Linked DNA regions of Mus musculus: all the other regions are linked to region 4. The links are chromatin contacts, called in public HiChIP or PLAC-seq and promoter capture Hi-C maps. All regions are on one chromosome and are shown on one strand. The core of a region is the stretch at or near the end of the contact, and the rest is flanking DNA. Distances in the headings are between cores, read along the strand shown. Region 1 has its middle 18 kb from the start of Cdh22. Region 2 holds the start of Slc35c2 (solute carrier family 35, member C2). Region 3 holds the start of Cdh22 (cadherin 22). Region 4 holds the start of Ncoa5 (nuclear receptor coactivator 5).

The links. Promoter capture Hi-C pulls out the DNA fragments that hold promoters and counts their contacts. HiChIP or PLAC-seq counts read pairs in DNA pulled down with a chosen protein or histone mark. Capture Hi-C pulls out chosen DNA fragments and counts their contacts.
Region 1: a contact with region 4 is called in an H3K27ac HiChIP or PLAC-seq map of acute myeloid leukemia, with 3 times the contacts expected there. The contact joins the enhancer-like site here to the promoter of Ncoa5 in region 4. A contact is called at or near these places in 8 of 39 promoter capture datasets (the C10 cell line, the HPC-7 cell line, cranial neural crest and 5 more), 5 of 115 datasets of contacts at active chromatin or transcription factors (acute myeloid leukemia, embryonic basal ganglia, embryonic hindbrain and 2 more) and 2 of 9 other capture datasets (embryonic stem cells and pancreatic islet).
Region 2: a contact with region 4 is called in a promoter capture Hi-C map of liver. The contact joins the promoter of Slc35c2 here to the promoter of Ncoa5 in region 4. A contact is called at or near these places in 24 of 39 promoter capture datasets (the 3T3-L1 cell line, the C10 cell line, the HPC-7 cell line and 14 more), 6 of 484 Hi-C or Micro-C datasets (CD4 T cells, the G1E-ER4 cell line, the N1E-115 cell line and 2 more), 17 of 115 datasets of contacts at active chromatin or transcription factors (the SCID.adh cell line, acute myeloid leukemia, differentiating embryonic stem cells and 11 more) and 3 of 9 other capture datasets (adipose tissue, liver and pancreatic islet).
Region 3: a promoter capture Hi-C map of second pharyngeal arch cranial neural crest shows a contact between it and region 4. The contact joins the promoter of Cdh22 here to the promoter of Ncoa5 in region 4. A contact is called at or near these places in 6 of 39 promoter capture datasets (the HPC-7 cell line, cranial neural crest, embryonic stem cells and 3 more), 11 of 115 datasets of contacts at active chromatin or transcription factors (acute myeloid leukemia, embryonic basal ganglia, embryonic forebrain and 5 more) and 3 of 9 other capture datasets (adipose tissue, embryonic stem cells and pancreatic islet).

Annotation. Positions count from the first base shown.
Region 1 is chr2:165,249,269-165,257,093 of GRCm38.p6, forward strand. No RefSeq gene overlaps it. Among named protein-coding and RNA genes, the nearest start is that of Cdh22, 18 kb to the left of the region's middle. Within about 2 kb of position 1,818, at least 7 of the 459 cell types and tissues checked have an H3K27ac peak or open chromatin away from gene starts, as enhancers often do. A contact at or near this core is called in the HPC-7 cell line and acute myeloid leukemia, where this site is marked.
Region 2 is chr2:165,284,257-165,291,232 of GRCm38.p6, forward strand. Slc35c2 (solute carrier family 35, member C2) reads right to left here and starts at 3,582. Exons shown (of 10, transcript NM_144893.2): 1 at 3,528-3,582. It overlaps Elmo2 (engulfment and cell motility 2), which reads right to left. Exons shown (of 21, transcript NM_080287.2): 21 at 3,775-6,305. The coding sequence ends at 6,105.
Region 3 is chr2:165,229,200-165,236,091 of GRCm38.p6, forward strand. Cdh22 (cadherin 22) reads right to left here and starts at 5,538. Exons shown (of 12, transcript NM_174988.3): 1 at 5,356-5,538. It overlaps Gm36748 (a long non-coding RNA gene), which reads left to right. Exons shown (of 3, transcript XR_375215.3): 3 at 1-3,715.
Region 4 is chr2:165,032,115-165,039,809 of GRCm38.p6, forward strand. Ncoa5 (nuclear receptor coactivator 5) reads right to left here and starts at 2,665. Exons shown (of 8, transcript NM_144892.1): 1 at 2,569-2,665.

The sequences.
Region 1 (7,825 bases), core at 568-3,067, 220 kb after region 4:
GAGTCCTGGGGGGAGAGAGAGAGAGAGAGAGAGAGAGAGAGAGAGAGAGAGAGAGAGAGTAGCCTTAGAAAGAGGTGGTGGGAGGAGGAGGGAGCTGGCGAGAAGGAACGAAATTTAAAGTGGATGAATTATTTACTGCAGCAAACAATCGCAGACTCACTTATTCTCACTTGGAACATCCCAAACTGTAATCTACGGCATTTTTCACATCTCCCTGGTGTGCCCAGTGATTTTCTTTACCGTTGGATCCAGAGGCCCGGCTAATCTTGTAGGAGATTGGCTTAGTATCGATCAAAGCATCCCCCTCCCGAGCTCCAGGCTCCCCTCTATCCTGGACACTGAGTCCTCAGCATGGCCCATGTCCCCAGGCTGGCCTGAGCTAAGCTGGGTGTCAGGGTGAGAGCTGATAAGGGGTCACGCCTGCAGTGGACACTCAAGTCACCAGGATGGACCCCCTTGCCCTCAGAGCCACCACAGCCTTTGTTGGTCTGGGCCCAGGTCGGCCACTAAATGAGCCCCTGCTATTTTGTCCAGCCTTTCAGATGCATTATGTCATTACCCTTCCGAGAAGCCTACGGTAGGTGTTATTAATCCCATTTTTCAGATAGCTTCAGTAGCTACTCCTTGGCCGCCTCTCCCGGTCCTCGGCCTCTCCTAATACCTTTAATTCATCATCCCACCGGCCCCTCACAACAGTCCTGCTGCTGAGAGGCTTGGAGGTGACCCGCTGGCCTGGAGTCACACAGGGAGTGGCAGAATTGGCCCTGAACCCCTTCTCGTTTTGCTGCCATCACGGGGCATATGGGGCTGCCGTTGGGCTCCCTGAAGAGCAGCCATAGATAAAGGCTCCGAAGTGCGTGGGTGGGCAGAGTTCCCTCCCGGAACAGTCATGCATTACCTACCCAAAGGGACAAGAATGTGTCAGGCACATTCAGGGAAGGGCTGAGGGATACACTCTCACCACCACCACCACCCCCTGTACTACCCCCAAAGCTGACTGTGGAATCTCCACTGGCCAGCCAGTACTTCCCACCCACCCAAGGGGGAGGGGCACCAGGAGTCCAGGAAGAGAATCTTTGCAAAGGACAACTGGAGGCAGAATTGGCTTGCTGGCCTTGGCCCTGGTCCCCACCACTCCTCCCCAGGAAGCAAATGGGGGTGGGGCACAGTGACCTGGGCTTTAGTGCCCACTGGGTGACCAGTTTTCTGGAAGTCCTGACTTCTCAGGGTCCGACTTTTCATTTGTAGATTAAAATTTGTCTTGGATCAAGAATGGAGGTGAGGCCTGGCAGTGGTGGCGCATGCCTTTAATCCCAGCACTCAGGAGGCAGAGGCAGGCAGATTTCTGAGTTCAAGGCCAGCCTGGTCTACAGAGTGAGTTCCAGGACAGCCAGGGTTACACAGAGAAACCCTGTCTTGAAACAAAACAAAACAAAACAAGAAAAAATGGAGGTGGGGATGGGATGGGTAGGGATGGGTGGGATGGGGCGGAGTGTGGTGGGGTGCAGCGGGGTTCTGTACTTGAACCTCGGTTGGCTAAAGCTTAGCTGATTGCATCAGTGTAGGAGGGAACAGAGAAGACTGTGGCTGGACACCCTTCTTCACTCCAGGTGAGGAATCCTGGATGTCATGGTGGTGTGTGGGGTACCCTGCATGTCATATGCCAACCTACTGATCTTGCAAGTGAGAGCCCTGAAGCCTGTAGATGAGGGCCTATAGCAAGTCAGGTCACTAGCAAGTCACAGACAGGACCAGAGGGACCCAGACCTCCTGCTACCCCTAGTGGCCTCATCCTGGCCTAAGGGAGAACTGAATTGTGAGGCTATTTCACCATGGCAATAGCCTGAAGAAGAGACAGGAAGTGGGCCCCACGGGCAAGTCTGTGGCTCTGGCAATTGGCCACCTTTCTCTGTGGTTGTAACTGTAAATAAGTACCTCCCAACACTAAAAGTGTTTAACAAGCAGTTGTGTGTGACCCTCACTATAAATGGGCCTTTTAATAATAAATAAGCACTATTTAACAAGGAATGACAGTTTTAACGCCCTCAGAATCCTCGGAAACCTGGAGCTCTTGGCCCTGGACTGCCATTTTTCGCTCATATGTTTTATCTATTTTTAAACTTACCTTCTCTTAGTGACTGGAAAAAGCTCTTTATATATTAAGGGTACTAAGCCTTTATCTGTTCTATCTTCTCCCAAGTCCATATAGATACGTCTCTTTAAGGCTCAAGAAGTTTAAATATTTTATGTAGAAAAATCTTTAAAAAGAAATCAAAAAGAGACAAACAAAAAAAGGCCATGAACTTCTGAGTTCTGAGAGTTACTTATGAGCCCAAGTAATTCTCTGGGAGGCTTGGGTGGACCAAGACACAAGCTGTGTGCCCGAGCCCTGGTAATGGAATGAAACCTTGGGTGATAGCCATTCCCTTGAGACCTTGGCTGTCCTGTTTGTACAATGGTGTGTTTGAAATAGAACTCCAACTCAATGTCCTATGATTCCACAGGACCTGGAGGGAGTAGCGGACCCTGGAGGGAGTAGCTGACTCTGGGGTTTATCCTCTTCACATACTTCAGACCCCCCGCAGTTTTGTCAACAGGAAGGGCATTGTTTTACCCCCTCACCTAAAGCCATGGCTGGGAGGTAAATACTCCTTGCTCCATGACACACACTCATTATCCGGAGAAGTGACACAGAGTCGATGAGGTAGGGCAGGCACTGCCTGAATTTGGATGAGAGCTTTTCTTTGCTGGGCTGTGTGGCATTCAGTAAATCACTTCACCTCTCTGAACACTTCTTTCTTACCTCTGCAGATCTGGGAAAGCCCATGCAGGCTTGCTGCTTGAATGAAACTTGATCTTGGTGCAAGAAAGGTCCTTGTCACACAGTAGGCATCCTGTAGGTGTCAGCCTTCTTATACAGGGATACCAAGTACCTAGGTAAGCTGCTGTACCTGATCTAGCTCCCTGTCCCTTCCTGAGGCTCCTCTATTACTAGCCAGACAGCATCAGGTCTCTAAGGGCTCAGCATCCGGGGAAGAGCATCCCTCAGCAGAGGACCCTGAGCAAAGGGTTGGGGGGGGGGGTACCTGTTGTTAGGGCAGTGATCCCTGGAAGGACCTGCAGTGGGAAAAGCAGGCAGCGCAAGGAACATGGTACTACTGTGCCCTGGTGAGCAGAACCCTGAGGATGTCCGTTCCCATATCCCTGTGCCATTCAAGATTGGACGCTTCAACTCCGGTTCCTATGTCATTGCTTACAACTGGACACCAGTTCCCAGCCTCTCCCATCTGCCACCTGGACAGCAAAGCCGGGCAGGTGCCAGGGGCTGGAAGCCAGCCACATAGTTGTGCACTGAACCATGGAGGATGCAGACCTGGAGGGGTCCGGCCACTTTGGAAGGACAGGTTAAGCAGTTGTCTCCGGCTGGCCCCGTGGGCTTAAGGAGAGGCTGTGGTGGTGGCAGAGGGGTTACACAAGGCTGGTCCTCTGTTGCTCTCTGCTTGAAATTGATAGCCCGTACCAAAGGGCAGAAGTGTCACCTCTCAATAAGATGAAATCTATGTCTCCAGCTCATGGAGACGACAGGAAGATTTATCAAAGTCCTGGCAAAATTAACATCTGGGACGGGGGACGCATGGCAAGAGCAGCCTCCAGAGGGGGGCTCTCTGCAGTGAGTCTGGACAGTTCCACCATCAGTGGACGATGGCAAAGAGGGAGAGGGAGAGGGAGAGGGCTGTCAGCCAGCCGGTCAGCTGGTCCTGGAGGGGAGGAATACCCAGATAGACAGAAACGGACGTCCAGGACAAAAGGAGGCTGGAAGAAGAGATGGTGAGGGGCAGGGAAGCAGCAAGAGACTTCGGGCTGAGAGCTGACCCCGCCACTCTTTGTTCTGACTGTGGGCCTCAGTTTCCCCATCTGAAGGGTGAGAACATTCTCTATGCTTAATTGAGTTCTTGAAGCAGACCTGCTCCCACGGGAAACTCCAACCTTGGGACACTGGTAAGAATCTGTCCATAGAAAGAAGTGCTTTCTTGTGCTTTCTTCATAGTTCGGGCAGCACAGTAGCCCAGCATGCGGAACCATTACCATCTCTCCCTTTACTCGAATCCAACTCCGACTCTGAGAAGCAAGAGCACCTACCAGGGCCCCACGGGCGGGCTGGGCTCCTGTGGAAATTTAAATCTGGGGCTGCTGGCTGTCATATGTCTTGACTTCTTGCCCTGGCTCCCAACCACACCCCAACCCGGGGCCAAGTCTGGGTACAAATGAATTTTAAAAACTGGGACTGTAGACACCTTACAGATCTGAAATGCTAACCGTGAGTATTTTCTTGACTAGGCCTTAGCATATTCACTGGGCTGTAAGAATCAGAGGACCTGGGGTGTGGTACTAAACCTAGAGAGGGCTCGGCCATGAGGAGGACCTGAGGAAGGAGGCATTGCTATATTATCACCAACTGAGACCAGAGAATATGGGATCCAGGCTGGAGAAAGGCTCAAGCAAGGCCACTCTACAAGTAGGATTTTGGGAAGAGCTGTCACCTAAGTGTTTGGTTTCAGGGACCACAGCCACTCACAACGGTCCCAGCCTAGGTCCTTGAGCCTCCCCTCCCCCAGCAGGCTGCCCCTCCTTTGCCCAGGAGCGAAGAGGCCCAAATCCAATTAGCCTGGGAGCCGACTGCAGAACGTCGCCCCTTTAATATTGCCAGAGAAGCTGCAGAGATAACTGGCAAATTAGAATTCTGCTGGGGTCCCCGGGACCGGCCTGCCAGCCTGCCCTGAGCAGAGGCTGCGCAGTTCTCATCCGGACCGGCAGAGCTGTCTTGAGCCCTAAGGGAGGGGCTGTCTCTGAGAAGCCTACTCCAGCCTAGGCCTCGCCATCCTTCCAGCCTCCACCCCCTCCTGCACCCTTCTGGCCCACACAGCAGTAACCTCTTCCCTTTGGAGACCCTTTCTGCCTCCTTCCAAAGCCTTCAATCTGAGGAGAGGCTGGGGGGCTGTGAAGGTGCCCCAGCCAGGGTGTCAGCCTCAGTTTTGCCTAGCTGTTTCCCTCCTTGCTTGCCCCTCTCTGTTCACGTAATCGGACCCTCCCCTACTGATCATGGTCCAGGAAAGAGGTGGGGCTGTGGACTGCCGGGTCCTAGGGCATCTAAAGTGCTCTTGAGGGTTCACCTCAGGGGTTGCTTCTGAGACCCTGGAGCCAGTGCGCAGTTAGACACCTAAGCCTCCCTACCCTCTTGGGGGATGGGCTTCCAGACCAAGTCCCTGGCTACCCCAGCACTTCTTTGCCACCTTCTACCATTCCTTGTCTTGCTCCGGGCTCAGAGCAGTGGGGGAAGAAATCCACAGGACCTGAACACCCCACCTATAACTCTGAAAAGTAGGTGGGTTCCTGTGGTCCTCCAGCCCTGCCCGAGTCTCCCCAGCTCCCTCCCTCGGGGGACTGGCTGCTGCTGGGAAAGTTAATCCATTACAGTTTAAAGGCTCCACTCCTCGCTGGCAGTAAATTACCTGCTTTGCATTTCGCAGCAACAACTTAACGGTATTAATTTATTGTGCTCTGTCTTTAACAAACATCATTATCATATTGCCAGCCAGGATTATGCAAATGGGAGGGACAAGGGAGAAAGAGGCCCGATTCTTGTCCCCAAAGTCACCTTGATTTATTAACTTTGGGGCTCCGCAATTGGCCAGGTCTGGGAGCACAGGTGAGCTGGAAGCTAGGAAAATCAGTTGGAAGAGAGCTTGAGGCCAGTAAGGACTGTCAGGAAGACCTCCTGGAGTGTAGAACTGGCTGGCTTGAGGGGGAGCCCCGTGACACACTGGGCTAGTCTATTCTTATTCATCTGTAAAATGGCTTGATTAAGGCCTATAGCATGTGCTGAGAATGTAGCTCAGTGGGTAGAGCACTTGCCTGGCATGCATACAGTTGTGGGTTCAAGACCAGAAGCCAGCAGGTATGGTGGCAATGCCTATAACTCTATTTTTGCTCAGGCAGTATAAGGGAAGATCAGAAGTTCAAGGTCACCTACAGAGTTTGAGGACAGCCTGGAATCTGTAAGATCCTGTCTCAAAAAAAATCACGGTTTATCATGTTTGAAGTTGAGATTCAGCAATACATTTTAGGTAGGTATGGTGGAGTACGCTGCCAGTCCTAGCCCTCAGCAACTGGAGACAGGAGACTGCTTTGAGTTGGAGGTTACCCTGGGCTACACAGTAAGACCCTGCTTCAAAAAAATTTTTTTTAATTTTTTTAGTTGTGTGTGTGCACGGTGTATCTGTGAACAAATGAAGGCATGCCACAGTGTGTATGTCATCAGAGGATAATTTATAGAGTTGGTTTTCTCCTTCCATCTTTATGCCAGGCTTACCCACTGGTTCATCTTACCAGTCCTCACAAAGTATCTTTTCCATTCACCCTAAAGAGAGGGTGAGGGGGTTGAAAGAGAATAGGCTGATGGAGAATGGAGTCTTGTGATCCTGGGCTAACCTGGGCTAAAGTTCCTTGTGCTGGGCACCCTGGCTTCTGTGGCTGCTGTTTCCAGGCTGTCTGGATTAGTCTATGTATGGTGGACATACGTGCAGAGATGAGGAAACTGGGCCCTCAGAAGAGGGGAACTGAGAGGAGAGACTCCTGCCTAGATATAGCCTGCTAGTTAGTGAGAGGCTCTCAGATGGTCAAGCTGCAGACAGAGGTGCTAGTTGATAAGGGGCAGCTAGGCTGCAGGGGTGGGACAGGTACCTGCTTTGTCATAAGTCTGGGCACTGAGCTGGGCTACAGCTACGGAGGACTTTCCCCCAGGCCTTCCTCTGTTACAGTGTCTGCAGCTCTTGCTGAGGTCCTGGACTCTAAGCTGTGCCCTGGGCTCCAGGTTGGCCTGCCTGGGAGCCTGAAGTGAGCACCAGAGACCAGAAAATCAGACCTCCATAAGCACCTGCTGCCCAGACCCTGCCCACCTCCTGTCTCTAGCTCCTGGCTTTCATAGTGAGAGCTTGCCGGATTATACAGCTGCCTGTCCCTGGCCACCACAGCCCATTCCCCGACCACCTGCAGCCTCGCTCTGCCAGGAACTCACTGCAGCTTCTTCCTAGCACTGGTGGGCTCCAGCCCAGGGATCTGCCCCGGCCATCAGGGCCTTTCCCTGGGCCCTGCCGAGGCGCCAAGGTGGAGGCTGGACAGGGGCCAGAAGATAGAGGGCACAACCTGGCCCATGAAACTTGGGCCTGATGGACATGGAGTGTGGAGGCAACCCGCAGAGACATCGGCAGCCGTCTCTGTCCCCTCATCCCTGTCTTGTCTCCACCCTCGGGGTCCAGCTGACCTCCAGCCTCTGCCCCCATCTGGACTACCTGTTTCTCCTACCTCCCTCTCTTGGTCTCATCCAGCGGAGACCCAGTCGCAGAGGGAAGGGGCAAGAGAGAGGCAGCCATGGGGGGGGAAGCAATTCAATTTCCAATGTTGGACCTGGCAGTTCAGGCTGGGCCGTGATAAGAAAGCCATTTCCTGTGATGGGCTTCTAATCCAAGCTGCTTTTGCATTCTGAGGCTCCCTCCTCCCACTGCTTCGCATGCCATCTCTGGAAGAGCCCTCTACTCCTAGTGAAACTTACTGAGCTAAGGATCCATGACTGGACAAAGGCCAGGGGACAGAGGACACAGACTCAGGGGAAACAGAGTTGTCAGTGACAGCAGATGATCGCTAGGACTGAGATATATATATATATATATATTTCACTGTCAGACAGAACGGTAAGCTCATTCAAGCCTCCGCTAGCCCCTGAGATAAGCAGGGTCATCCCCATCTTGCAGATGGGAAGAGAGAGTCT
Region 2 (6,976 bases), core at 2,332-4,831, 250 kb after region 4:
CCTTGCCCTGGTCTCCAACGGCTACTCCCAGAGAGGGGGTGCTTGCCAAACCAGACTACCTCTTGTCAGTCAGCCCAGCAACACCACTGAGTGCCCAGGGCAAGCCTGGCTCTGCATGGGTGGGCCCTGGCCCACTGTTAGACATCTGCTTCTTCGGGGGTACTACAGGTGCTTCCTCCCCACCAAGCTGAGATGCCAGCTCTCTGGGAACCTTCCAGAACCCTGAGCTTGGCCTCTTCCCCGATCAGGCTGGACAGACCACTCTGCACTCTGGAACCTGTTATCACATCTCCTCCCTGAGGGTAAACTGGGCTGGCTGTGGGCTTTGCCCAAAGGACTCCTGGACTGTGGCTATCTTTAGAGGACCTTAGAACCCTGAGTGGTGACCTGGAGGAGGCGCCCAGCGTTTAGTGAGCAGGGACTATAAAGGCTAAGAAGGATTCTGCATTCGGAATCTGAAAGTTACAAAGGCACAGGGCCGGCCACTGGTTTCAGCAACCGTTGTTTTCCAGGGCTCTGCCATACACTGAAACCGTTAAGAATACCACATGTGCTGCCCAAGTGGAAGAGTTCCCAGTCTGGAAAACCCGCTTTGCAACAGTGCTCACGGCCCTGGAGCTGCGGGCCTGGGGGCTGTGTGCTTCCCCTCATGGTGGGCTCACTCTTGTGCATTCTGCAGCACGAGGAACTCACCAGTGGTCTCACTGTGACTCCAGCACCACAGAAATAGACAAGAGGGAAACAGCTTATTTCACCAGCAATCCTTTCCCATTACTGTTTGGACACCACTGATGTCCAGGTTAATAAACAGGCTGTGACTAAAGGCACGGTGGGACCATCAGGGAGGCCCTGCCCCACTTGCCTAAGGCAGCCTGGTACCTTGACCTTGACCTGCTTTCTGCACACTGACACCTGCCCAGCATGCAGCCGGCTCTGGTCACCATGAACTCTAGAGGCAGATCTAGCTGCTGACTAGACCTGTTCACCTGGGCCACTAATCTCAGGCTCCTGTGGATATTGCTAAACAGTTGGGGACCCAGGGTCAAACGTTCTTCAAACAAACCTCCAGACCCACATTCTCTTATTCTCTAGGACTCTGCAGCCTGGCACTACTGAATCTTTCTGGAAGAGGCCAGTCTTTTTTGTTTGTTTGTTTGTTTTGTTTTGTCTTTCAAGACAGGGTTTCTCTGTATAGCCCTGGCTGTCCTGGAACTTGCTCTGTAGACCAGGCTGGCCTTGAACTCAGAGATCTGCCTGCTTCTGCCTCCCAGGTGCTGGGATTAAAGGCGTGTGCCACCACTCTAAGATTGCCCGACAAGGCCAATCTTATAGGCTGCAATCTGTTAACAAATCCCTGTTTCTACCCACCAGATGCCACAAGCATCATGTCCCCAAACCCAAGTTGTAACAACCCAGACTGTGTCCAAAAATCCCTTTGTAGTGCTGGCACAGCATGTGGAGGGTCTGGGTTGAGTCTCCGACACTCCAGAGCAGCCCGTGCAGTCCTCCCTGAGAACCGCTGCCCCGCCCCTTCCCAGGCAGTCACGGGGCATGCTATATGGGGCATCCTGTTCTCTTTTCTCTCAACGTACTAACCTGCCTACTTCGGCGCACTTCCTCCTTGGTCACCATACTGCCATTTGTCCACTGCTCAAGTCTCCCCTTTCCTTCAGAGCCTGTCTAGCTCCCCACCTCTATGGGGCACCATGCAGAAAGTCACCTATCCCCCCACACAGACAGAACCAGAAAGGACCTTGGAAGCAGATAGCCACTCTGTGTCCCCACTAAACAGCGGTTTGCCTCACACTGGCTATACAGATGTAAAATTCCTAAGGGCCTTACCCTCCCTCCATGGTAATGGAGAGCAGGCTTCTAATCACATCTACCCAAGCAAGGAATTTAGTAAGTGTCCCTTTCCCCAAGAAACAGTGGCTCCCTCAGCGCAGGGTGGGGCGACACTGTAGCACCTGGCTGCCCTCTACCTCCTCAGCTGGAACGTGGGTGTCCAGCTTAGTGCCTCAGAGCACAGCAGAGATCTGTGAGAAAAGCCGTCTGCGTCCCCTACAACTGAGACTCTGAGTTATCTGACTCAGTTTCTCTGGCCGTGTGGTTTGGGGGGCAGAGGGATCACTGGCACGAGGAGCAGCACTTGGCACTGGCGAATGGCAGGAGTCATTCTGTCACCTACAGCAAAGTTTCCAAATGTCAGGCCCCACTCCCTTACCTCAGTCTGTCAGGCTGTTCACCCAGGCAGTTACTCTTTCCCTGTCACCTCGCCAGAGCCCGGGTTTCTGTGGCTCTGCTCACGAAACTGACAGCTTCCTCCTCAGAGACCTAGCGGGTGCAACTTGCCACAGTCTCTGGAGTCTTCCTTCTTTCTGACTCATTCAGTAAGCACAGATGCCTGAGGGCTGCAGCCCAGCCTCTCTTTGCCGCCTTCATTCCCAGCCCACCACGACCAACCCCGTAACTCCAGCCGACAGCTCAACCTCAAGGTGCTGCAAGGAGCTACCTTAATATTCCTCGGGTCTTCATCTGACTCTCAAGTCACTTAGAAACGGCCAACCGAACAACTGTTTTCTTTGGCAGAAGGCAGTCAGCACCAGTGAAGCCATTGCTGCCTCCCTCGGCATCCCTCATCTCCTGCCTTGTCAAGTCCACCTCTAGTTATTCCTTGACCCACCCACTTCTCTTCACTTCCTCTCCCACCACCACACACTACACCACAGTTTCCGTTCACCTACTGCCTGCACTTGCCTGCAGTCCACAAGGAGCCAGAGACTGGTGGAATGGTTAGTGTGGTCAACCTGACAGAAGCTAGGGTCACCTGGGAGACGGGCCTCGGAGCATACCAGGAAGGGATTGATTCTCTTGATCAGGTTAACCGATGTGAGGAGACCCAGGTAGCTGTGGGCAGGAACTCCTGGCCTCCATAAAGAAGGGAGAGTGCACTAGCAGGCACTGATGGCTCTCAAGATTCTATACTTCAGAACTGTGGAAACGACGTGGCCAGCTGCTTCAAGCACTTACTGCCCTGACTTCCTCACGACGGACAGCACCAAGAACTATGGGGGAAATAAGCTCTTTCTTTCTTTCTTTCTTCCTTCCTTCCTTAAGTTGCATCAGGGAAAGAAACTAAGACTGCCGGTCCCAACAGACCGGAGACCCCGGGGCTGGGTCCGCAAGTTCTCCCTGGATCCTGCCTGCCAGCTGCAACGCCACGTACAGCCGTGTGCCCGGAACATCAGCCGGCGTCCTCCTCGGCAAGGCAACCTGATGCTCTCTGCTCTGGTCCCCTTCCCCAGGACCCCCATTGCGCGTGGCACTTAACACCGCGTGACGACTGTGTTTGCTCACGTGTCCCTGCCGCGCCTGCTCGGCAGTATCCACCTGGTTCCCCCCATCCCCAAGACCCGGCCCCTCGTACGTGCTCGGCGAATGCCAGGCGAACGGGCCCAGAGCCACTGGAAAGCTGGGGAAACTGAGGCCGGGCGAGAAGGCAGGGGACCGCCCACACGCCCACTTACCTCCGCCCAGGCTCTCGCCGGGAGCCTCCTGCCGGAAGCTCGAGGTGGGCACTGTGCCTCAGGAGGCGAGACTTCCGCCGGAAGTCGGTGGGGTGGGCGGAGCCAGAGCATCTCTAAGGCGGCTACAGCAAGCTTCCCAACACGGTCCCTCTGTACCTTTCCCTTAAACGGGCACCAGGAACGAATCACAGCTACTAATAACTCTGTACAGGGCTTATTTCTTCAGGGACTTCAAGCAGCAGGGAAATGACATGACAACCATTAAATTTTATTAGTAAAACGTCCTGGCAAAGTGATAATGGACACTTTGTGACATTGCGTATGCCTATAAATTTGTGAGAATTATTCAATAGGCTGAGTACGTGAAGTTCATCGCAGAGGAAATGGAACCCAAAAGGAAGGGGGTAAGAAGGATCTAGTCTTACCGGGAGCCCAGGGAAGCAGGTTACAGTGGCCGCAGAACACCAATTTAGCACACCTGGATTTGACTCATTTCAGGTACAGAGTATGTGGGCAAGATAACCTCTAAGCCATGCAAGCTAGGGCTGCAGACCCGAGCTGGCCCAGTTCTCGGCGTCTGCTCATCCGGGCTCTACTAGGACTGGCTGCAAACAGGAATCCTTGCACATGACTTGGCTGGGCTCCTGGCTCCTAGCAGAAGGCTCAAGGCCAGCGTGTAAGCTGTGCTTTGTGCACACTGCTGCTGTAGGCTGTTGCCAGCTGGCATCACGAAAGCATTCGTTGATTCAATGCTTCCTGAGACCTACAATGGTGCCCATCGCAGCCCAAGGTCTTGGCTTCGTTCAGCCCTCAAAGCCTGCGTTGCATGCACTTTCTATGCCTTCTGAAAGCGCCTGTCCTCACCCCCTTCTGACTGAGGCAAGGGGAAGTATCTATTTTCATCACTGCCTTCATTCAAACCTCCCAGCTACCAAGGCTGCTGATGGGAGCACCAGCTTAAAGCACCAGCTGGCAAGCTGGGCACTAACTGCAGGCAACATGCGGGGTGCGGAACATGTCTTCTTTGAAAGGCACAAGTACTCGAGCTGTTCCCTGGCTGTGTCCCTGGCAGGGGAAAAAGGGAGGATGGGTTCTTGGGGGTGTACAGTATGCCTTTCCACGTTGTACCCAGCACGACTGAGCAGAAAACGCTCTGTCCTGTAGCACAAGCTGTGAGCATCCTTAGCCAGCAGGTGTGAGTAGTTTGCGCATGACAAGAGCAGGAGAGATGAGGGGAGAGGGAGATGCTCTCAGAGTGGCTGGGAGCTCTCCACATGCTCCCAGGCACACTGAAATGAAGGCTGTCAGGCCGCTCCTCACCCTTGGGACAGGGAATAAGTGCAGAGGAAGAGGTGTGGATAGGAAGCAGTCTACATGAAAGAGTATTTATTGAAAACACATCACTGACAGGAAGCTCCTGGCTGCTCTCTGGTTACACTCACAGCTCATGACTGAGAGCACTACAGTTTTGTTCTTGATTTTATTTTCCCTTAAACATTCTATCCTAAGATAGGAAGATCTTATATAAATATATATACATGTCTGTATAAGTATGGCCTATAGTAAAGAAAATATATAGTACACTCTTCACTGGGTAGTACCCACCATGCCAGGCTACCAGTACTGAATACCACCATGGTAACATGCGTCCAAGGAAAGAGGCTGTGCGCGTGGGCTTCCAGTGCTGCAGCACCAATGAAGGCCGTGGCACAGCTGTGGCCCCAGCCGCTGTGAAATCATGGCTAATGGCACAAACCACAGCGCCAGGAAGGGGAGAAAGGGAAGGCAACACCCCTGTCTGAGGCAGGAGGGAAGCAAACGGAGGGGCCTGTAACTGAGGGGGCATGGGAATATTGTGCCTCAGCAAGGAAGAGAGAGGACTGGAGGGGTAGGGGGAGCCAGAGGCCTCAGCCTGCCTTTCCCTGCAGTGTTCATTCCTAAAGCCTAAGAGAGCAGGACTCAGGCTGGAGGCCTCTGCCTGGCCAGGATGAGGCTGAGGGCTTGGGGCAAAATTACTACCTGTCCTGATACCTGCAAGGACAAGAGAGACGGGTGTCTCTAGAGACTAGACATGGTAGGGCCAAACCCCAGAGGCAGCAGCATGAGGCACAGGACGAGGCTGGGATGAGCCCTCAGAGACCTATTAAGCAGGAGCTCAAGGCCTGTTCTTGCCTGAGCCACCTGAAGACAGTCACTCCGAGGCTCTCACCGAGCTCCCCAGGCCTCTTGCCCCCATGGTCAGCCTTTCATGGACCAGCTTTGGCCCACATGGGCTCTCCAACAAACCAGAGAGGAGACTTGAAAGGAAAGGGGATGGCTGTCAGTAGGTCCAGTACCAGATGCAGATGTGACGCAGAGCGGGAGGCAGGAGCCTCATGAGTTCACCCCTCCAAGCCCGACCCAGGCTCTGTGGTGCTGAGGAGGGCAGCATGCCCTGACTTCATGACTCCTGGTGGATGGGACAGAGAGAAGCTCTGGGTCCCACTGGCTCTGAGGAGTAGTTACCACAATCACTACAGAGTTTGTACAAGTGGCGTGGGCTGCCAGTGTCTCTCCTGGGCCCCAGTCCCTTCCCGCTCAGCCATAGTGATAGACGAAGTCATAGCTGCTGGGCTCCTTGGGGACCGGAGGTGGCGCCTCGGGGATCTGAATGTTCTCCAAGTCCAGAAGCCGCAGCTTCATCTCCATGCTCAGCAGCGTGTCCAAGTCGCTCTTGGTTAGCTCGCTGGACATATCCTTCCCCAGGAGAGCGCTGAGTCCATCAATCCAGATGCAGTACTGTGGGCAAGTTGCAAAAGTGACACAGTGGCCCTGGGGGCTGCAGTGGGACTCACAGCAGTGCTGTTGGGTACCATTCAAAATATGCAAAACTCATGGGAGACAAGAGCAAGGGAAGCAGGAAGATGAGCATCATATCAACTGATAGTGTCTGGGGGATTCATGTGGGAATTTAAAAAATAATAGGAAATGTGATCTACAATGCAGTTCTGGAGACCAAGAGAACAGAAACCAGGACTGGAGCAGAAAACACACTCAATGAAAACACACACACTCAATGAACACACACACACTCAATGAACACACACACACTCAATGAACACATACACACTCAATGAACACACATACTCAATGAACACACACACTCAATGAACACACATACTCAATGAACACACAATGAACACACACACTCAATGAACACACACTCAATGAACACACACATATTCAATAAAAACACACATACACTCAATGAACATACTCAATGAACACACATTCAATGAGCACACACTCAACACACACACTCAATGAAACGAGCAGGAAGCACGCAGGTACTCAGAGTTGCAATTTAGTTAAAGAAGAAAACTCAGCTGGGCTTGGTGGCGCATGCCTTTAGTCCCAGCACTTGGGAGGCAGAGGCAGGCAGATTTCTGAGTTCAGCCTGGTCTACAGAG
Region 3 (6,892 bases), core at 4,288-6,787, 200 kb after region 4:
CGGTGTGCCACATGCCAGGCTCCACACCCAGGAGACAGAAGGAAATGTCCACACCAGCCTCTGTGGAGTCTCCCTCCATGCGTGGGCCCTCTATGTACTGCAGGCTTCTCCGTGGTTGGAGTGGCCAGGGGTGGGGACATCCTGCCGGTGGTAGGTGGCTTGGCACTGTTGTCAGTGACAGCCTTCACCCACCGGGTGCCAGAAATGGCCTCTGACCCGGATTCATTTCTAGACATCACCCAATGTCCTTTGGGGACCAAAAGTGGCTCTGGCTGAGAAACACTGAGGACATGCGGAGAGCAAGAAAGAGGGAAATCTCCTCCTAGGGTTCGAGGCAGAGTGGTGGCCACTGGGTGGTGGCATAGGGCTCACTGGGCAGCATCTGAACCCGAGAATTAGGAGCCCTACAAGACCTCTTAATGCTTCAGACTAGATGTGGGGTGAACCCCCTCAGCCTTGGGACCTCACAGACATGTGTCCAGCCCCCACAAGGAACCTGGCTTTTCATCACTGTACCCTGGGTCCCGTCAGCCTCTCGCAAGCATCTGTCCCCGGCCGGTCCCCACTGCTTCTGTAACCCTTGCCCCATATTTACTGTCACCATGACCCAAGAGCTTCATGCGCCAGACATGGGCACACGCGTGTCCACCGCATTCATCTGGCCCTCTTGGGCCCTAAAGGCAGCAGTCGTAGCAGGCCTAGCAATGGCAGCCCTGGACCTGGCTTCCCAATTTAGCCACTCTCCCTGCAGCTGGGCTGAAGCTTCTGCAGACAAATGTCACCAGGTGCTTCCCTTGTTGAGACCCTCAGGGTCCCCACTGCTCAGAGACACCATCCCATATCGCCTTCCTGCTTCCTGTGGCTCTCCAGCCATACAGGCCCTGCTTCCGAAGCCCCAGGGGTGGCTTCCCTGGGATCCCCATTCCATGCAATTGCTTCAGCAACTGGGTTGGCAGTTTCCCACCCTTTCCCCCTCAGGGGACTTCCAAACCCCTGAGCCTGGAGCCCCCTTCCTCTCCAGTCTGCCTCCCCCTTGCTCCTTAAAGGACCATTATTCAATCCTACAGGGCCCTGCTTATACCTCACTCTGAAAGTTTCTGCCACTCACCCACAGCTCTTACCACCGCGCTGAGAACCGCTTAATTATCCGCGGGCCATGCTGGACCGATGGCCTCCTGCTGTCTGGGATTAACAGTTGTGTTTCCCACCCTCAGCACACCGCTCAGCACAAACTCATGCCTAGCAAACACATGCTCGTGTGTTGGGTTTTTTTTCCAACTAGATGATGAACGGATGGAAAACTGCACAGACAAGTGCATGTGTGACCTAGGGAAGAGACTGTTGCGTAAGTTGGGTCATGGGGCTTTGGACTGGGTGTTGAGAGGAAGAGCCGTTCAGGCCTTGAGCAGGATCATTGGGTTGGAGGCATCGTAGAAGATAAAAGAGGATGCAGAGGGGTTACAAGGACCTTGAATGTCACTGTGCAGAATCTAGACTTAATTCAGTAGGCGATGGGGAGCCATGGAGGGGTTTTAATCAAGCAAGTGACGTGATCCCACCTGTGCTGAGGAAGGATGCCTGTGACTGCAGCAAGGACTGTGGTAGGAGGAAGACCGGAGGCCTGCAGGCTGGCGAGGAGGTTTCCATCATGATGCCTGAGTCAGAGTGGGAATCACGGGATGGGTTGGGGGAGAGAAGGCAGAAACTAGGACAAAAACGAATCTGTGAAATCTAGAACCTTCCTTTGTCCCTTGCTACTTAACCAGCCAGTTTCCACAACCCTGGAAGCTCAGGAGGAGCCTGAGATCAGAAAAAGTCTGATTCTAGCCCCCAGGTAGGCAAGCCATTGTGGCAAAGCCATTGCGCTCAGGATTATTAACAGAGTATTACCATAATCAATTTTGTGGTTAACCAGCGACCTAAGTGCCCATCATGGTGCAGAGGAAACTAACTTATGCATCTTTCTTTCTTTCTTTCTTTCTTTCTTTCTTTCTTTCTTTCTTTCTTTCCTTCTTTCCTTTTTTTCCCCACTCAGCAACCTAACAACTGAGGTTCAGAGGTTCAGAGAGGTGAAGTAACTTGTCCAAAGTCACACAGGCCCCAAGTCATAAGCCCCGCTTGCATCATCGACAGAGCTGGTTGGTGGCAAGCAGACAGTCAAAGCCTGGGGGTTCTCATGAGGAAATAAGGAGTCCGTCCCCTCCACGTGATTGCAGGTAAGGTGGGGCCGGGAGGAAGCATGGTAGTAAAGAAGCACCTTCAGGCTCTGGAACCTTCTATACTCAGACCCAGACTATACTCAGATGTAGGGAGGCATGGTCCCCTGTAAGAGAGTCTGGCTTAGGAGTGGGTACTGTTTGTGTCCTTAGCATTAACAAAACAGGAGCCTCTTAGGGCAAGCAGCAACATGGGCCCAGAACCCAGGAGCATCACCTTTGTGCAAATTAGAGGAGAGTGTGCCCTCCTCCGGGCTCATGCAGTGCCTTTAGGGCTCCGACTTGTTGAGTGGAGCCCAAATAGATTTTAGATCCTCTTCTCCTCCTGTGCTGAATGCCCTCAAGACAGTCAACAGCCAGCCCAAGGGCACGACAGCTATGCCTCCAGCCTCCCTGTTCTAAACCTCTGCCTCGCACATACATAGACTCAGGCTGTTGTGCAAGGTAACTTTCCTGTTAGTTTTTACCCTTTCCTTGTGAGATGAAGTCTAGTAGTGCCCATTGTCTGGATGACAATGTTGAGATCAGAGCCTGTCCTGTGTAAGGCAGGGGTGGGGTGGGGTGGGAACATGACCTTAGGCTTTTGTTTTTTGTTTTTGTTTATTTTTAGAGATCCCAGTTACAGAACTCAAGCGGCCAAGAAGCAGAGGCATCCCATCCAACATTCCATCTTAAGGGTGCTCTGAGAAGCTAAAGCTGATGGAGAGCCTCCTTTGTATGTGGGGGACATTCAGGAAACAAGGCTTCAGTTCCTGAGCCTGGACTGAGGTGTTGGTCTCCTCCCAGCCAAGAACGACTGATGCAGCCTGTCTTGGTTCCCGAGGGAGGGCTGGTATAACCCTAGCTTGGGTCTCAGCCTAGCCCCCCACCCTCTCCTAGGCTTCCCAGCAAGGGTGCAGTTACATAAACAGAAACTCATTCCCCCCCCCCCCCCGGGCTGTATTTCCAATGGATTTTCCTGATGGAAGAAAACAAGAGAAAAACTCAGATAAAAGAGGAAATTTAATTGGCCAACTCCTTTATTGGTGTGGTAAATAAACTGTTCCAAACTTTGCTGTGGTGAAGATCCCTGTTCCATCTCCAGCCCGAGGCCTCACAGGGAGTCTCAGAACTCCACAGGATACGGACACAGAGAACCCCAGAGGGGGAAAGAGGCTGAGGCCCAGCCTCTGTGCAAAAGCAACCAAGCCACACACACACACACACACACACACACACACACACACACACACACTATACACATGTACCCAGGGTCACCACAGTTTTTCACTTAACAGCTTTCTCCCCCTGAGAGCTCTGGGGATCTACCTTAAATACCTCATGCTGCATGGAAGCAAACGCCTTCCTGCTTTGCCTGCAGTCTGAGGACAAGAAATGGATCCATTTTCCCTCACACTCACCCAGCATACAATTGGTGAGGCCCGGATATCAGGGTGTCTGGGTTCCCATTCTGCCTTTTGATAGTGTTTGCCCTGTGACCCCAGAACCCACCCTCCAATAAATACTTCAGGATGGGAAGGAGGACAGCCCAGGTAGATAGAATCAGACAGGGTGCCCCAGAGGCAGATGTCCTAGGCTGAGAGACCTAGCTTGGTAAAGCACCTGCTGGGGAGCACAGGTACTCTTGTAGTGAAGGAAGATCACAGAGACACCCCCACTTCATCCCAAGCAGTGTTTAAGGGAACACTGGAAAAAGCCGGGAATCCTGCTGCCGCAGAGTAGAGGCTGGCTTGGGGAAGAAGATGCCTTCTGACCTGACAGACACTGAGGCAAGAAGGGTGAAAGAAGGTGGCAACACTGAGGATGAGACGGGCCAAGCCCCCACATCCCAAAAAGAGTCAGGGTGGGCACTGGTGGGCTAGCGTGGGAGATACTCTGAGGGACAGAGGACATAATGGATAGGCTTCCAGGACAGAAGGAGAAGAAGCAGAGGCAGTAGCCAATACTAACAATCAAGACTCTGGCCAAGTTGAGCACTCCTGCTGGTTCTGGGACCCAGGGAGCTCATCAGATGGAACGCACACCCTCCGACCAACGCCGCCGCCGACTAGGAAGGGTAGGAGAGAAAGCAGGGGGCTCCTAGCAGCGCGAGCCGGACAAGCCTTCAACCGGCCGGGCCCCGCAGGCTTCAGCCGTCGCTGCTGTGCCCGCCAGCAGGGGGTGCCTCTGCGGCTTGGGGAGACCTCGGGGGACTCCAGCCTCTCTCTGCGCTCCGCCCGCTGCACCCTACAGGGTCGTCTCCAGCAGCACCCAAGCTGGGGCAGGGACCCGACCAGGCCACAGCGGAAGTGGCGAAGTCAGGTCCCGAGCCAAGGGAGACGTGGTTAGGGATAGTGTCTATCGAGGGTCCCGCAGCCTGTACGCCCTCACAGTCGCAAGGTCCACGCCTCCCGGTTCCGCACCCCGGCCTCCGGAGGGTCAGTCCCGAGTGGCGCGTGCTTTGGACGTGAGCCTGTGAAGCCCGGTCCTTCTCCGTGGTGGGGACAGAGTCCCCGGAGTCGTGTGCGGATGAAGAGGGTAGAGCTACCTCTCAATCTCCACCGGCCATCCGACGGCCGAAGGGAGCAGGGGGTCACGTCGGCAGGGCCACAAGGGTCCTCATAGCCTGTCCAGCTCACCCCACCCAGGGGTGGCCGCAGCCGCGCGTGTCGCCGCGGCTCGACCCGCACACGCACCCGCGCGGCGCACACGCTCCCGCCGCGCCGATCGCCGGGCCTCCGGGAGGGGCTGCGAGCCGAGCCGGGGCGGCGCGGGGTGGGCGGCGGGAATGCCGGGGTCCCGGCCCGTACAGAGGCTGGATTCTCCATCTCCCCACCCCTCCCCGCACTCCGGCCCTACACCCCTGGCGCAGACACCCCCTTCCTCCCCGGCCTCGGGGGCATCCTGGAGCTCAGGACACAGGGACCGCGACTCCCGGGCCGGGAGGTGGCCGGGCTGGGCTCCGCGCCGGGGAAAGTTTGGACGTGGGAAAGTCCCTGTCTCCCCGCCGGGGAGGGGGCGCGGGATGGGCGCGCTTCAGCTGTTGCCCCGGAGCCCGCGCCGCGCCGCGCCCGCCTCTCCCCGGCCCGTGCACCCTCCCGGCCCGCAGCCTTCCCCAGCGGCGATCGGTTGTCCTCCCGCGGGTGCCGCGCGCTCTTACCTTGGGGAGCGGCCGGACTGCACCCTGGTCCGCGCCTTGGGACGCCAGCAAGCGGCAGGATCACAGCCAGGTCCGGCTCTGGCGTCCGCTCGGAGGAGCCGAGGGAGAGCGGGAGCGAGAGGGGGAGCCGCGGCGGCGAGTGCGCGCGTGTGTGGAGGAGCGAGAGAGCGAGGGAGTGTGCGTGTCTGACTAGGGGGGAAGTGTGCAAGGGACGGATCCCTTCCTTCCTCCCGCAGCCTCTGGTGGAGACTCGGAGAATGCAGCGCCCGCCGGGCAGGAGCGCCGAGCAGCGCCGAGCCGCAGGCGGCCGCCGGGCCGGACCCCGCAGCCAGCCGGGGAGCCCGGCCCCCGCCCCGACCGCACCCCTCCCTCGCCTGCGGGGCCCGGAGGCTCCGTCTCCCCCGTCGCCGGCAGCGGGAAAGCCCCCGGGGGAGTGCTCCTTCTCCTCCTCCCAGCCCAGATCCGCGCGAAGGGAGCGCCCCCAGGAGGGGAGCGGGCTCCCTCCTTGCCTGGCGGTTCAGCTGCCCCGAGGCACCCGTGGCAGACTAGACCCTGTCCCCACCACTCCCCTGGCCAGACTTCGCTGCATCTAGCCCCCCTTCCCCCACACACTATGAAAGCCCGGCTTCAAAAGAAGGGGGTGCAAGCGAAGGTAGAGGCGGGCTTCTCAAGTGGCCACCCCTGGCTGGCTGCCCAGAAAGGCCCTTTGCACAGACCGAGGCTTCAGAGACAATCACTGAACATTGAGGTGGACAGAGCCCCTGCCCCGGGGCTGGGAGTCTGCTGGCAGGTGGAAGGTCAGTTGTCCTGGGAAGAGAGCCACGCTGGTCATTCCTCTTTAGGAGCGAGCTCTGGAAGTCCTGTGCCTCCAGCCAGAATAAAAGAGTAGGCAAACAAGACAGTCCAGCCTAAACTTCGTGCCCTCTAGCATGAGGCTAATAAAATCCACCCCCACCCCCCACTGTCCAGAAACGCTTGCAAAGCCAGATTTTCCGTTCTTGCTCAAATTCAGCTAGCCCAATGCCCGATGTCTTTTCTGCCTAGACTGTTTCCTTTTTCTTAGCTGCATGGGTGCCAGCCAGGTGACTGAAGTGACCGTGCAGCTGTATGTCTTTGCCATCTGCCCCTAACCAAGCATCCTGGCCTGCAAAACAGACGCTGAGTTAAAGAGGTGACAACGCCCTCCCTCCGAGACCCTGATTCCTGATGGTCCCTAGGGACCCATACTCCAGCTCGCCCTGGCCTGCTCACCACCGGGAGCTCTAATTTCCACTCTCCCACTCCTCCCTAGTGACTGGTGTCTCCTCTGGGTGGTTGCATTTCTAGTCCTTCCAGCTGAACTCCATCACTCTTATTTATTTTGAGATTTATTCTCCACCTCGACAGCCGGTTCCCTCCCTTAAGTCCTTCTTCTCTCGGTTCATTCCCTTCATTGATCTCCCAAGCGTTGCTTTTGTGCAGTCTCCTGGTCTTTTTCCTCCCCAACCTCTCTATTCTTAGCCTCTACTCTTTCATGCTTTCAGAGACCAGAGGCTGG
Region 4 (7,695 bases), core at 1,415-3,914:
AAAGAGAGCTTTAAAAGTATTAGCCTCAAAGACTAATCATTCATAAAACACAGGAAGCAATAGAGTAGAAAGAATTCTTCTTTGGGGGAACATTGAACTGGAAGAGTTCATGGGAAGACAAAGGGAAAGTCATAATGAGATTGCTGTCATCTCTGCGACATACTTGCATGAGGTTAGCATACAAAGAAGCCTCAGAACTCCTGTACTGTGGATACTATACAACATAGCTACTTTTTCTTTTGAAATCTTTCATCTCCAACAATATCTTGAACGTGTTCTTGGGCAAGAAATTTTCAATTTTACTGAGCTCTCATTTCTGTATATGCACAAAACTTTGTAACACATATAACACCACCAATGCACCCATCTTACAAACCAACTTAGAGAACAAAAGAGTAGTATTTACCATGTGCACTGCTAGCTGAGGATTCCCTTTGCAACTAAGCACCAATGGTGAGTTTAGAAACAGAGACAACATTTGTCACGTGGGGAGTCAAAACCTGAAGAAAACTGAAGGGCACATTCCAAAGGTTTCCTTTTTGTAAAAGGTTTTCCATTCTTAAATGCACAGGTGAATTCAGTTCTCACAGTGCAGGAAGCTTTTAAAGGCACTGCCATCTGCAGGCCGCAGGCATGGAATGCCTGGAATAGTTATTTACAATAAAGTTTCAGAGCAAAGCATTGTTTATTTAGCTTGGGGCACTGGTAGATGAGGCTCCACTTGCTGATGTTCGGAAATGGGACTTCCAAGTCAAATCAAATTTCCCTTGCTTCTTTGTACATTATTGCTCCTGAGAAGTTTGGGACCAATGGATGATCTTATGTTTAGTTCTATTCTGTGCTCAACCTGAGGTCAGCCCCCCAAAATACAGACTTCTTGTCATACAGCCCTTGGTGCTGGGGTATCTGGAATGGTCCAAGTTGGCTTTTCTGAATTTCCTTTCAGAAAATAAAGTAAATCTGCTCTCACACTTTTTAAAAACTGAATTTATGATCAGATAGCTAATGGGACATGAAACTGCTGATATCTAGAAAAATACCTTCCATTTAGTCTTGCAATGTGGTTGTTTTGCTAGCACATTATACAAGGAGAAGCAGTCTCCTATGTTTCGGTAGAGACTAATGCATGTCTAGGGGCTCAAAAAATATATGAAAGAGGAAAGACGAGCTAAATGGAAGAGACAAACCAAAAGGAAGGCAGGCATGCACGCTAACCATCAGTCAAGTGGTCTCCAATCCCCACAAGGCAAAACTAGAGCCTTGTTCCAAAATGTTGATACAAAGTTGCTTTTTCACACTCAGACAGATACAAGTTTAAGTGTTCTGTGGTCAAAAGCCACATCAGGGTTTGCAGAAGCATCCTTTCATGAACTTTCAAGGTGGCTACCACACCACAATACTGTAAGAAAGCGAGGAAACACACCCAGTACATCTGAGGGATGGTTCTTGCAGCTCCTGAGATTAGCGCTTCTAAAGGACAACCTTTTACAATGAGAAAGCTCAGAATATTTATCATCACCCTGAAGATCCCGGGACACCCCGGGACATTGCAATGGGAGCTGGAATGCCGCAGGGGGAAAAATTCCATATACAGTGAAAGACATAACATGACAATTAACCCCGTACTCCAAGGGCAGCGGTTCCCAAAGCCTGGAGCGCACAACTTCAGGAGGAACAAGGACACAAGTGTTTATTTTAATAGACAGGTATTTATTTTTTTTATGAGCGTTAGAGAAATAACTGGCTTTCCATTATACCGTTTGGGGTTCAAAATTTCCGCCTTAAACAAATGCATTTAAGGAGGGAGGGTCAGAGTCAGTTTAAAGAAAAACATTTAACATTTGGTATCTAGTACAGATGTAGGCGGACTTGTAAAGGTGCAGCGCGAGGGACGGAAGCTGGGGAGACGTGGTCCTAAGCAAAGCCCCTGACCCGCTACCGGGGTGCGGGAAGGGCCCTGGGAAGCCAGTAGGTTCCGGCGCCGTGTCCGTACGAACCTCCGGCACAATTTCTCTCGCCCGGTTCTCCGGGCCTAGGGTCCACGTCCATAGAATGGGCGAGCTGTCACACAAGTTGACATCTCGAGAATACGCCCAGGGCGACAGCGCTCCCTAGGCTGCTTGGCGCCTGGACACCGCCGCCGAGACCGGTATCCTGGACCCGGGTTCGAAGCCCTCCAGTGCCACTGACTCACAAGAGCTCCCCTCGCCCACCAAAGCCCCGGGCGAGCGACTTCACAGACTCTCGAGTGCAGGGCGTGCTCGATCCTACAAAGAAGCCTCAGCAGCTTGCGACCGAAACGGGCCGCGGTGCCCACCTCAGCGCACGGTCAGTCGCTCGCTCGCCTACTTGGGTCCGCCAGACTCGGGTCTGGGCCGGACCGGACCGGACCGGACCGGAGCCGGAGGCAGCCGCGCCCCGCTCCGGGGCATGCGCAGCCTCGCGCGTGCCCGGAGAGCAGGCCGCGCGTCGAACGGGCCCTCCCGCCTCAGCGTCCCCGTCGCCCCCCCAACCGCCTGCCCATCAGTACTACGCCTCGGCGGACGGCCACCGCTCCCCGGCACTCACCGCTACCGGCGTGGCCGCCTCCCCGCCGCTCCTCCGCCTCAGGCCCGCCGCTGCCGCCTCGGCCTCTGCCCACCTGCCCGCCGTAGGACAAAGGCGCCACCAACCGACTAGCGCGGGCACGAGGCAATGGCGGCCGGGGCGGAGTGTGGAGGTAGGGGCAGAGGGCGCGCACGCAGCGGCGGCCGCGGCAGTGTCGTAAAGAGCCTGCGGGTTTACGGCAGGGCTGAGCTGAGGCGTCCATCTCCTTGGCGACGGGGGCGAGGCGGTGGTTCTGGGGCGGCGGTTGAGAACGCCAGCGGTTGCCTAGTAACGGGGTCTCAGTGGAGGACCCGCTCCACGCCTGCGCCCCGCGCAGGACTGCTGTCTGGCTTTTCCCTTTTCCAGATCCCCTTTCCTCATCCATAACTGTGTAACAAGAACAAGTCCCCCAGTACTTTCATCCCTGTAAAACTTAAAGCCCCGAAAGGCCAAGCATTTGTAGATGGAAAATGTGCAGTGCCCAAACCTGATCACAAGGAACAAAGAGAGCAGAGAGGTGAAGAAAAAGCTGGGTTTAAATTTGCATTTAAATACATTGTGGATCCTATTAGTTGCCTAGCTGTCTCTAGGAGCCAAGAGGCTCCTGGAGATATATTACGGTTTTTTTCTTGAGATATTTCTTTGAGAAATATTCAAGGTCAAAAATTGACTTCAACGTTACTGTCGACCACGAAGCATGTAAAAAAGGTGTGGGTCCCCCCTCCCCCCTTTTAATCTAGAGTTTGTCACAGGGACTGGAATTTACAGTTGTAAATGCTCTCCATGAATCAAAGCTCCGGCTACATGAATCGCCTCGTGCCTCAAATGCCGTAGGGCCTCGTCTTCCTCCTGAACAATACAGGCCAACTAAACTGGTGACTGTGGGATTTGAACACTGTGAGAAGCCCAGTTTCTTTAAACATCGGATCCTATATTCATTCTGCTAGTTGACTCACTGTTTCTTGTACATTTGCTACAAAGACCTCAAAGCGTGGCTGGTAAGGTGATTCTGGGGACAAAAGTGTGTGCTGCCTAGTCTGATGACCTGAGTTCAACCCCATGTACACACACACACACACACACACAGACACAGACACACACACACACACACACACACGCACGCATTAAAACACAAAAGCCATCTGGTATGTCACTGTATATATATATATATATTTGTTTGTATTTCGAGACAGGGTTTCTCTGTGTAGCCTTGGGAACTCACTCTGTAGACCAGGCTGGCCTCGAACTCAGAAATTCGCCTGCCTCTGCCTCCCAAGTGCTGGGATTAAAGGCGTGTGCCACGACGCCCGGTATCACTATACATATTTAATAACAACACTCGGGAGACAGAAGCAGGCAGACAGACCACTGTGCAGTCAAGGCCAGCCTATAAATAAGGAATTGCAGGCCAGCAAGGGAGACCCTGCCTCAAAACTTTTTAATTATAAAATAATTGCTTAAAAGACACTGTGACTTGATATGTATCTACGTGCTAGGCACCATCTTAGCACATCTTAGCACCTTCTGTCCTCTTGGAGAGTAGAGGCTAGCAGAAAGATAGAGCTCAAACTAAGAAGAAATTGCACTAGAGTGTGTAGCTGCACACTGAGATGCGTGCTGGTGGGAAGAAGTCATTCTTGGGCTGTAACTAGAAACTAACTTTACACACAGGCGAAACGGTTGTAAAAAATGATTATAAGAATGTATGAGATTGCCGGGCAGTGGTGGCGCACGCCTTTAATCCCAGCACTCAGGAGGCAGAGGCAGGTGGATTTCTGAGTTCGAAGCCAGCCTGGTCGACAGAGTGAGTTCCAGGACAGCCAGAGCTACACAGAGAAACCCCATCTCGGAAAAAAAAAAAAATCCACAGACACTTACCCTTTTTTCTGTAAAATAGGTCCTAAGGTATGGGCTGCAGAGATGGCCCAGCAGTTAGGAGCAGTTGCTGTTCCTGCAGAGAACCTAGGCTGTTAGCTCACAACTGTCTTTAACTTCAGTTTCAGACTATCCTTTGCAGGCTTCTTGCCTATGCAAACATTGCCTATGAACGTGGTACACTGACATAATATTTAGGCAATATTCTCATACACAGAAAATAAAAATAAATACTTAAAATACATTCTCAATTTAAAAAATTAGGAATCATGTCAACTAGTTTATTGTCTCCATTATGGTTTCTGTTGCTGTGAACAGACATCATGACCACAGCAATTCTTACTAAAAAACATTTCATTGGGGCTGGCTTACATTTCAGAGGTTTGGTCCATTCTCATCATGGCAGGAAGCATGACAGCACATAGGCAGACATAGTGCTGAAGGGGTCGCTGAGAGTTCTAATGTGGATTGGGTAGGCAAGCAGGAGGAGAAAGGGACACACCTCCTAACAGTGCCACTTTGTATGAACCCAAGGGGGCCGTTTTCTTTCAAGCCACCACAGTTGTTAAATGAAGGTATGGACTGGAGCGTGGGGCAGTTGGCAGAATGCTTGCTTACCGTGCAGGAAGTGTGGCAATGCGTCTCTAGTACTGCAGAAACTGGTGTGGTCTTGCAAGCCTATACTCCTGGCTCTCAGGAGGTGAAAGGAGATCACAAGTTCATGGTCCACTACACAAAGAGTTGGAGGCCAGCCTGGGCAACGTAAGCTAAAGGCAAAACACTGTTGATTTTAGAGATGGTATCTTGTCACACCCCTAGGCCAGTGTGGCTTTGAACCACTGTGGTAGGCAGAATAATGACTGCTAAAGATGCCTGTGTCCTCATTTCTGGAACCGGTGAATCTGTCTCCATGGTAATAAGAATAATGCCCTTGGTTTTGATGTAGGAGCTATCCCTAGGTTGTCTAGGTAGGCCCATATAGTTGCACGGGTTTTTCTAAAGGGAAGTGAGAATCTCAGAGTCACAGAAGGAGACATGCTACAGAGGCAGAGGAGAGACAGGGAGAGGGCAGAAGAGAGAGATGGAAGGAGATGGGGAGGGGCTAAAGGGAAGGGTGATAGCTTAGATATGAAGCGTCCCTCACTTGATCTCCAGATGGAGGTGCTGTATGGGGAAGCTGTGGAAAGTTCGGGGAGTAAGGGGCTATCTGAAGGTGAGGATTGATCCCTGGTGCCTTCAAGTTCTGATGCACCAAAATTTGAGAAGCAGAAACCTCACGCTCCTACTGCCGTGCATTCTCTGCTGTGATGGGCTGGGAAGCCCTGTAACTGTGAGCGTAATAAATCCTTCCTCCAGCAGGTGCTTTCCTCGGGCATCTGCTGGGGGTCGGAGGAGAAGGAGGGGAGTTGATCCTGGAAAGCAAGCAGCTTCTAGAAGGCACAAGAGATGGGGAGGTAAATGTTGCCGGCAAACCCTACGGGAAGAAACGCAGCCCTTGTAATTTTTTTTTTTTTAACTTTAGACTTTATCGTCTGTAGAAAACATGATTTTTTCTGTAAGCCTTAACATGACTTACTTCTTGCCCTTTAATAATTAAACTTTTAATTAAGATTGATTTTGACAAGCCACAGGTCAGTCTAATTAGATTCCTTCTTTCCTTAAGCTATTTAACACCAAATAACACTTCAGATAATTTTTGTGCATTTTTTTGGGGGGGGGGGAGGGGAGAGTTTGAGACAGGGTTTCTTTGTGCAGCCCTGGCTGTCCTGGAACTAGCTCCATAGACCAGGTTGACCTTGAACTCACAGAGATCTGCCTGCTTCTGGCTCCTGAATGCTGGGATTAAAGATGTGCACCACCACTGCCCAGTGTTGGTACGCTTGGTTGGCCTTGGTCACCCTGGAGCTGAGGATGATTTTGAATTCCTGACCCTTCTACCTCCTAGGTGCAGGGGTCTATATATAGATACACAGAACCTCGCCTTGCTCACCCTGTACCAGTTTTGCTTTTCTTCTTCACCATATGATATTTTTATTCTATAAAGAGGATTAAGTTCCTGGCTGTCTGCTGATGCAGTAATATCTCCTCTTTGATTGCTATTACACCCGATGGAACGCGTTTAGTCTGTCTGCAGAGCCATGGGGTGTACTTTTGAAACACTTAAAAAGAACTATCTTTTAAGAAGAGTATATGCTACTGAGATGGCCAGGTTAATCCTTTCAGTGCCCTGTCGTCAGAAATTCTCAAAAGATACAGCTCCCTAGCTGTCTCTGTGCTGAGACATGTAAAGAGACCATAATCAGACAGAAAAGCGAAAGATAACAACAAGAAGACAGGACAGTTAGCCAGTGGCTCCCCATTTCCGTGAGATTCTTATTCAGGGAACCTGAGGTAGAGTCTGAGAATTCCTTTGTGTGTGTTTGTACCTATGTGTGCATATGTGTACAAGCTCATGCTTGTGTGTGGGGAGGGTATGTGTGGTGTATGCATATATGTGCATGTGTGTTCAAGCCCATGTTTATGTGGGGGGTATGTGTGGCGTATGCACATATGTGCATTGCATGTATGTACAAGCCCATTCTTGGGTGTGTGGCCAGAAGTCAATGTTGAGTATCTTCCTCTATCACTGTCCACCTTGGGGTTTTTTGTTTTTGTTTTTTGTTTTGTTTTGATACAGGTCTCTCAATGAAGTTGGAGCTCATTAGTTAGCTAGGCTGGCTTACCATCGAGTCCCAGGGACTCTTTTGTCTGTCTCGGTGTGCGGGAATCATGGGTGTGCATTGCCATGCCTATGGTTTTGTGTGAAGGTTGGAGATTTGGACTCAGTCCTCATGCTTGTTCAGCAAAGACTTTAACCACTGCACTATCTCCTTGCTCCCACCCGCTTTTATGTGATACAGGGTCTCCCTCTACAACCCAAGCCTTGAGCCAGTGATCCTGCCTCAGCCTCCCAAGTTGGGATTACAGCACAGGGGTCTGCATTTTAATCTGAAAAAGCTCTCCCATGTTTGCAAGTTACTGGGCTGGGTAATTAAAATTGCAAAGATAACACACCAAAGAGCATTCCCGACAGGCCAGCATCTCTCAGGGTCCTCTGTCAGTGACCCTAACTCATTAGGTTAGATGGCCCCTCTGAAGCTTTCAAGTGGAGAACTGGCTGCTCGGTACAGACGGAATCTGAAGAGGAACGTCCCAGGTTTAACCCAGTGGTGAAGGCACCATTTCCTTCATGTG